Regions from separate parts of the Rattus norvegicus genome. Here region 2 is linked to region 1. Evidence: chromatin contacts called from public Hi-C data. All regions are on one chromosome and are shown on one strand. Each heading gives the region's core, a stretch centred on a gene start, on an enhancer-like site or on the middle of the called end of the contact. The rest is flanking DNA. Distances are from core to core; before and after follow the strand shown. Region 1 overlaps Crtc3 (CREB regulated transcription coactivator 3). Region 2 holds the start of Crtc3 (CREB regulated transcription coactivator 3).

The links. A called contact is a pair of places that touch in the nucleus more often than the background predicts.
Region 2: a Hi-C map of kidney shows a contact between it and region 1, with 2.6 times the contacts expected there. The contact joins the promoter of Crtc3 here to the enhancer-like site in region 1. A contact is called at or near these places in 7 of 12 Hi-C or Micro-C datasets (Schwann cells, frontal cortex, hepatocytes and 4 more) and 1 of 1 datasets of contacts at active chromatin or transcription factors (oligodendrocytes).

Annotation. Positions count from the first base shown.
Region 1 is chr1:143,986,251-143,990,571 of GRCr8, reverse strand. Crtc3 (CREB regulated transcription coactivator 3) reads left to right here. Exons shown (of 15, transcript NM_001427241.1): 7 at 3,804-3,839. Among named protein-coding and RNA genes, the nearest start is that of Crtc3, 76 kb to the left of the region's middle. Within about 2 kb of position 1,796, at least 2 of the 93 cell types and tissues checked have an H3K27ac peak or open chromatin away from gene starts, as enhancers often do.
Region 2 is chr1:144,062,557-144,066,877 of GRCr8, reverse strand. Crtc3 (CREB regulated transcription coactivator 3) reads left to right here and starts at 2,590. Exons shown (of 15, transcript NM_001427241.1): 1 at 2,590-2,897. The coding sequence starts at 2,766. It also overlaps the pseudogene LOC103691178.

The DNA of each region.
Region 1 (4,321 bases), core at 547-3,046:
TTCATAATGGTTATTGAGTTACACGACAACTATGCAAATGATATAAAGTCATAAATGACAGAAATAAACTTTTATACAACCAAACAGGGTTTTTATAATTTCCCTCTTGTTTAATTGCCCATGCCCATGGTAGCATGTGCAGTTTAATTACTGTTTGGTATACACATATGGATCAGCACAGTAGCTCTCTGTGACATTTGCCCTGTCACACAGCCTAGCTTTATCAACCCAAACTGTCCCCCTCTCACAGTAGATTGGAGAAGGAGCTAAAGTGGCCCTTATTAGCAGCTTAGGAGCTAAGAGCAAAAGAGTGCAGACCGTGGCTGCCGATGGCCATCCCTGAGGACTGTAGAGCCTTCAGTCTCGGCTGAGGGGCAGAGATGTAGTCTGTATTCAGTGGCCCTTGAACCAGCAGTGAGCTCTGACCCACAGCGGTAAGGAGACGTTAAAGTGAAGTAGCCATAGAGAGCGAGCCTGTTAACCACACTTGTCTACCTGACACAAGTCCCTCAGGTCTAAAGACTCACCAGGAGCCGGGGAGAAGGCTCAGCCGGTGAAATCCTGGCCATGCAAACATGAAAACCAGCGTCTGTGTCCCTGGAATCCATGTAAAAATCAGATGTGCAGTACGGTAATCCGAATACTTCCATGGGAAGGTGAGAAGTGGAGACAGGGGAACCCCCAAAGGTCATGAGCAGATGGTATGGCGTGTGCGGCGGCAGACAAGAAGACAGCCTGCCTCAAAGAGGGCTGGAGTGGAGCAACAGCCAGGGTGGTCCTTTGCCATGCACACAGGTCATGGATTGCACGTGTGTGTGCGCGCGCGCACACACACACACAGAATATAAAATGAAAGTGTCATCGGTGTGGCAGGGAGGTCTAGATGGGAAGTCTGTGAGTCTAGAACGTAGGATGCACTGTGGTTACCATTTCTGCACCCCATCTTTCTACTTCACATGAAGTCTATGAGGAGCTATCTAGGCTTGCCAGACATGAGAGCACATTAAAGGAATATGGACTCAAATGTATTTTGTTACGTCAGCCCTCTAAGACTCCAAGGCTACCAAGTTTCCTGCAACACATGTGACCTTGGCCGTTGCTGTCCTGACCCTGTGGGACTGCTTTGAATTAATGTCCTCTATTTCCAGATAATTAGTCATAAGTCTCTGCCTTTTGTTTTCAACTGTTTTGTTATAGCTGTGCTCTTTGGTATTTGTGTGTTTGTGGTAGTATGTAATAGTAGCAGTAATAGAAATCTAAATTTGGCTATTTAATTATTGAAATAAACCTGTCAGTCATTACTGCTGCTGTCCTTTGGCAACTTAAGTGGACGGCCTGAGAGCAGTGTGCAATCTCTTACCCCACCCCCACCCCCTTCACTAGAGCAAGCTCTGCTCTTTCTCTCCCTCAGTGTGCCATGTAGTTTTGGTCTTCACTGCCACACCCTACTTTACTGCTTTTTGTCCAGTCTTTTGGTTTTCTATCTGTCTTCCTGGCCTCAAGGCTGCCCCACAGCCTCATGCTGTACTACAAACACAGTCTCTGACTGGGTTAGCTCTAACCCAGGTCTCTGCTCTCTACTTCGTCCATATGACCAGCAGACTTCTTCGCCCATGTCTCCCACTCCTCTAGCTCATGCGTAGCCAGACGTCACCACTTCCCGTCTCTGCTGTCTGTGTCTGCCTCTGCTCCCTTTCCTTACTCCTCCGCTCTGCCTGTTTTCACTGAGGCAGCCCTTTAACCTTGCTTCCTCTTGCCTGAACTCCTCCAGGCACAGCACAGCTGCGAGGGACATAGACTTTCTGAAGGCACCCTGCCCAGAAAGCTAGTCCCAGAGCTCGCAGTGTGACCTTGGGCAGGATAATAGTTCCTAAATTGCTCCAAGGATTACAGGAGAGCACAGCGTGAGGTGCCAGGTACACAGCAGCGGTTCCCATCTTACCTTCCTCTTCTTCAGTGCCTACCCAGGGATGTCCCTGCCCCCTGCTCCAGTCTGGGGAAGAGGGTGGCACCAGCAGGGTACCACACAGGGAACCGGCTCGCCTCTGAGGTGCTTTCGCTGTCATAGCTCTTCCTGTACAGGCACTGCTCAGCCTTAGTACTTAGACTTCGTGTCTTGAAGATGGAGAGACTCTTAACATACCACAATAGACCATTGCATAAAACGGCATTCATCATTTTTAACAAAATAATCACATTTTAGTGATCAGAATGGGCAAGTTCCCTACTCTTTCTTTAAAAGCTATACTTAAAAGTTTGACTGAGAAGTCTCTCTCCCCTCCTCCTGTCACAGCTGACTCTGGACATTACCTTTGCACGCTTCATTTCCTGATGGCCTGTGCAGGCAGCCTGTCCTTGCAGTCCTCAGTCACAGAGCGAATGAGCAGTAGCTTAGTCCAGCTCTGTGCAGCTTGGCCCCTTTGCATTGCTTTTTTAATTGTTTTCTTTTCAAAACAAGGTTTCTCTGTGTAGCCCTGGCTCTCCTGGAACTTGCTCTGTAGACCAGGCTGGCCTCTAACTCAGAGATCCACCTCCTTCTTCCTCTCCAGTGCTGGGATTAAGGGCATCCACCACCACTGCCTGGCTTCTTTACTGTTTTACTTTTTGCTTTGTCTGTCTGTGGTGTTGGACTCAAATCCATGGCAGGTCACACACCTGCATCAACATCTCTAAAGGCTGTGTCCAAGAATCCTGTCTTAGCAGACGTACCCTAGTGGTCGTGTAGATGCACTTTAAAAAAAGGTTTTAGTCACTTACTTAGGTTCTGTTTTTCTGGTTGCCTGAGAGAAGGCCTGTGTTTTGTGAGCAAGCTTAATTAATGAACCTTTGGCACCTTTGGGAGCTCTTAGTGTCCATCCTGCCCCTGGGCTCCACTAAGATGCTACAGCTTCTGCCACTTACAGAATCTGCTGCCACGACGTCTGTCCTCCTACCTGTGCCTGGTCACTGCCCCGACCTTCTGTTGCACACTGCAGAGACTGAGCGAGTATCTGCTGAGTGGATGATTGTTATGTGTTTAATTTCTATAGACTAATTTGGGCTAGTTTATAGTTTAACCATTTCCTCTAGAAACTTAGCTAAGCTGAGCTATGTTTAAAGGCTTAGACTTGAGTTTTTAATAACGATTCAGTGCTGAGAACTGACTTGGTATAACTGATTGCTCTGAGGAGAATGGTTACCCAGTCCATGTTAGGGACGGCTATTCAGTTTTAGCCTAGAAGTGCAGAAGGAGCTATATGTAGTCATCGGCAGTATGCCTCATGGGCTAGCTGCTCTTCAGTCAGGACTGATTCCAAATCGGTTTTTTAAATTATCTGTGAATAGCCATCACATAAGGATATCACATATACTGACTTCAGATATAAGCACGGGAGAGTCCAGAATATGTCACAGGGCCTGTCCTGGAACTTGGACCCATGGTAGCTGGCACATCAGTGATAGGGACTCCAAGTCCACCTGCCCACCCCGTGGGTCACACGTTTGGGAGGGTGACAAGACAGACTTTTTTTGCTTTGTGTTTTGAAGACAGGTTCCCAGACTTTGTCTGCACTGTTCTTTTGAGTTGGCAGGAACCTTTGGGACTAAGACACTTTTGAAGGAAAAGCTCTTGGGCACCAACTCTAGATGTGGAATGACGTCATGTGTTTGTAGAAGGAATCCAAAGCACCTCGATGAGCTCTGATGTGTCAGAACTACTGTAGGGTTTCAAACATTACGTTTCAAGTCAAAAAGCCATTCTAATGCACGAATCAATGAGAGCACCACATATAAAAGTGTGTATTTGTTTTTCTCTTCCCTACCAGGTTTCTGTGATGGTGAAAATGATGGCCGTGGGGAAGGTACGAATGGGCGCTGGGGCAGGATGCTGGGATACATGAATGTATGTAGTATGTATGTATGTACATATATATATACCTACATATGCTGATATACATATATATGCACATGTGTACATACATATATACATATATGTATATACAGATATATGTATCTGTAACCTTTCAATGCCTTGACAGTCACATTTGTGTAAAGGCTGGCCACTGTTGCTTGGATTACTTATCTGAGATGTTCTAAGTATCTGGACATGATCAAAGCCCTAAGAAAGGAAATGTGTGAGTACATTACAATGGCCCCTTGTTACCCACGTCCTCTCAATACCATGGTCACAAGACTGTGCAAGGAAGCAAGAGTTGTAGCCACATGAAAATGTGAATTAGTCAAGCATTTAAGCAGTTGTTCCACTACCCTCTCTCAGCACTGCCTTGGCCCTTTTAGGAAGTCGCTGTGAGAGCGACTGATAGGCTTAAACAGTTCGGGGAAA
Region 2 (4,321 bases), core at 1,341-3,840, 76 kb before region 1:
AAAGTTTCACCCTGCTGCTCAGATTGGCGAGCAGTATAAAAACTCAGGAATTATTAATTTTTTGGAATGTCCGACTTAATATTTTTAGACCATGGTTGATGGAGTGTAATTGAAACCTTGGAAAATGAAACTGTGGGTGGGGAACAGTCCTCGTCCTGTGTGTTTTCGGAGCCCCTACGGGTAGCTCGGGGTAGTGACAGCTTTCCCAGCTGGCTTCCGACTTCAAGAGAGGAAGTGGTTCCTTTGCTGCCTCTTTTCTGCAGCCAGACGCTCAGTATCAGAGGCTGTTATCAGCCCTCCAAATAGGCTTTTTAGCAACTCTTTCATTACTTGAACTAGCTAGAAATTCCTGCTTTACTTGGTTTTGTTTGTTTGTTAAGATGGTGGGGAAGGGGAGCTGACTCACAGTGTAGACCAGGTTGGCCTCCAACTCATAGAGACCCCACTACCTTTGCTTCCCAAGTGCTTCTATTAACGGTGTGTGCCGCCATGCCCGGCTCTTTTTTTTGTTTTTTTTTTTTTTTTAAAAGATTTATTTTGATTACATTTAATCATGTGTCTATGTGCCTCTGTGTGGGCATTCACATGGGTGCAGGTGCCTGTGGAAGCAATGTCATCGTATCCCCTGGAAAGGGAGTTACAGGTGGCTGTGAATGCCCAATGTGAGTCCTGGGTTGCTGGGTACCAACCTCAGGTCCTCTGAAAGAGGAGCAAGTGCTCCTACCCACTGAACTGTCTCTCCAGCCCGTCTGCGTTTTTTTTTTTTTTTTTTTGAGACAGGGTTTCACTGTCTCAGAGAAAGACAAGATGGCCCAGAATGATCTTTCACTTGAAGTCCTCCCTCCTCCACCTTCCAGGTCCTGAGATCTCAGGTGTATGACACCATGCCCAGCCTGGCCCAGTTGTGTGAAACTGAACTCAGAATGGCATAAAAGCAGAAAGCAACATGTAAAGAAAAATTATGGATGGGCTGGAGGGATGGCTCAGTGGTTAGGAGCACTTGCAAAGGGCCAGGCTTCAGTTCCCAGCACCCACATGGCAGCTCACAACCATCTGTAACTTCAGCTCCAGGGGATCTAAGGTCACCCTCTGGCTACCTAGGATTCCTATGCACAGATCCTGCACATAACCTCAGGTAAACTAAATATTTAAATAATAACATATAGACACACACACACACACACACACACACACAAATTAAGAAATACAGAGCAAGAAAAGAAGCATGGTGAGTAGACTAAACACATACAGCAGACACATAAGCCTAATTATAACCAAACAATCTAGAGACTGGTGAGTTCCCTCGGTCGGTAAAGGTGCCTGCCACCAACCTGAGTAAGATGCAGGGAACCTGAATAGTAGAAGCAGAGAACCCACTTCTGCCAGCTGTTCTCTGGCTGCCACCAGTCAGCTTGGCGGATGTCAGCACACATGCATGCCTGTGCGTTTGTATAGCTCAGGGTGGCTTTCTTCTCATTATGTAGTCAAGAAGGACCTTGAACTACTGATCCTCCTGCCTCCAACTCCCAACTGCTGGGATTACAGGCATTTGCCATAATAGCCTCATTTCTATATAAATTTTAAACATAAAACTTCCTATTTCACACAGAGTAACTGGATTAATAAATCATTCACAATCAAAGAGAGAACAGCACAATCAGTATGTGTTAATTTTGAAAAATAAGAACAGTAATGATTGACATCACCATAAACATAGTTACTTTTTATGGAGACAAAGAAGAATGAGGTGGGGCTTTTTAAAAAGATAAACTCCAAGCATATGAAGCAAAATGACTTTTAAAAAGTTTTGTATGTGTATGTGTGCATTTAGGTATGTGCTCGCCACGGCCCGAGTGTGGAGGTCAAAGGACAATTTTCAGGAGTCAGTTATCTGCTTCTACATGAGTCATTTAGCTGGCCCCAAAATGCCTTTTAAATTTTATTTGCAGTGCTGGAATCAAACCCAAGGGCCTAAGGCTTGACATACAAGCGCTCTACAGCTGAACACCATCTCCAGGCCCTGCAAAAATGTTTTGATGGTTTAATCATGAGGTGTGTGGGCGTTATTAATGTTATTTTCTGTACTTCTCCGCATGTCTCTAATGCGTCCTAATTTACAAAACACAGTCCTCTGCTCAACACTCTCCAGGACATGTTGGTGTACAATTATGTTGGAAGCGCTTCTGGGCTGAAAAGGGGAAACCTGATGAGGCTGTTTTAAAACACATAAAACACAGTTGAAGGGACTGGAGAGATGGCTCAGTTAAGAGTACATACCGCTCTCGCAGAGGACTGGTGTTTAGTTCCTAGACCAGTGGGATCTCCGTGGGTGTCTGCACGCACATGTACATACGTACATATCCACACTGAGGGATGTGGGGAGTGGTACTCAGCGGCTTTCACACATAGGCGCGGCTTAGCTTTGCTGATGGGATGTAGGTGTGAGAAGTCCCGAAGCAGGCTGGGGACAGCGGGCTCAGCCCTTGGTCCGCTCGCCCGAGGCCCGGCTCCGCGGCGGGGAGGCCGGGCTTCGGGGCCCGGAGGCCGGGCGGGCCGCGCCGAGGGCGGGGCCGGCGCGCGGGGGCGGACCTCGGCGCGCTCCCGGCCGCTTGCTGGCTCTGGGGCCGCGGCGGCTCCTCTGCCGGGTCGCGCCGGAGGACAGGCTTCGGGCGGCGGCTTGGACGGCCTGCGGACCGAGCGGGTGGGCCGAGCCTTGGAACCCCACGCTTGCCGTCTGCCTTGCCCGCTAGCGCGGGGCGCGCGCCATGGCCGCCTCGCCCGGCTCGGGCAGCGCCAACCCGCGGAAGTTCAGTGAGAAGATCGCGCTGCACACGCAGCGGCAGGCCGAGGAGACGCGGGCCTTCGAGCAGCTCATGACCGACCTCACCCTGTCCCGGGTGAGCTTCGGGGTTGGCGCGGGCGGTGCGGGTGGGTCCGCGCGGCAGGAGAGAGGTCGCCCGGCCGAGGAGGCGTCGGCAGCGGGGACGGGCGGGGGCCGCGGCCTCAGTTCTTGCCGGCCTGGCGACACCAAATGCGGCTTGCGATCTCGGTGGACGGGCCTTCGGTGCGGTGAGCTGGAAACGGCCGAGTCCGGGGAGGCGGGCAGCGGGGCCGGGCGGCCTAAGCGGGAGGATGACCCCGAGAGGAAATCGCACGCAGCTGCAGCTCGGAGGCCGGACCGAGGCGCGCCTGGTTCGGGCGGTGCGGCTTCTCAGTGGACACCCACCGCTAGCGAGCCCTTGGCTCTCTGCGTGGAAGGCCTCGGGGGCTTGAGGGTCGCACATCGTCCCCGAGGGGAAGGCTCGGTGCACTCACAAGTGAATCGACGGCTGGCCCCTGAGTGGCAGCGGGCCTTGGTACCACGATGTAATTCGGTGGCTTTCCCACTTTCGCCTCTTGGAGGTGCTTTACGTGGTCCGGTGCATTTGTTCAGCATCAGATATTTAGTGAGAACTGACAGGGTGTCTAGCGCAGATGGTGACCACGGAGGGACTCAGAAGAATGAGTAAGAGAGAGTCGGGGCAAACACCTGGGAGGCTAGACAACTGGAGCGGACCGCAGAGGATGGAGAGCGCAGGAGTGTCTGGTGCAGACCGCAGAGGGTCAACGTGTGTGGGCAGCCTTGAGGATTCTGAGTGCTGGCCTTGAAGGCACATTGTCAGATGGGGGAGGCTGTGAAGATTCTGGGGGTGAGAGCAGATTGCAAGCTGGTTGTTTCCCTGCTTCCTGAGGTGCAGACGTACTATATTTTGGCCACCAAACACTGTGTTGTTTTGGGACTTAAAAAAACAAAAACAAAAAAAAACCCAAAATCTGTTGCCAGGGTTTAAATCAGGAGTTTTTTCTTTGAGCATAAACTTAATATAAACTAAACTAACATAAATCTATAGCATAAACCAAATTGACTTACTTTAAAAATTAAGAGAGCTGGAAACGATCTCGAATGTCAGTCACCACCCGCAAGTGGAGTATGAACTCTGTTTTGCCATAAATACAGTTCACACCATTCACTGTTACAGTCCCCTGCACCGAGGCCATTCATCGTATTTATATAATGTTATCTTTCGGTGTAGTAAGGACAGAGTGAACTGCTTTCATTCTCGATGCACTGAAGCATATATATGGGGGGATAAGTGGTAGGTACAGAATGCAGATATCTGCAGATACAGAAGCCTGAAGATTTCAAGGGGAAAAAAAATGTCCATATGCCCTGACCAGCTTCCTGCTTACCAGTTGGCATATACAGGCTTTTATATTTTGCGACCTTGATTAGACTGAGCTTGACAAGCTCACAACACACGGAAGAGGTGTATGAGGCCTG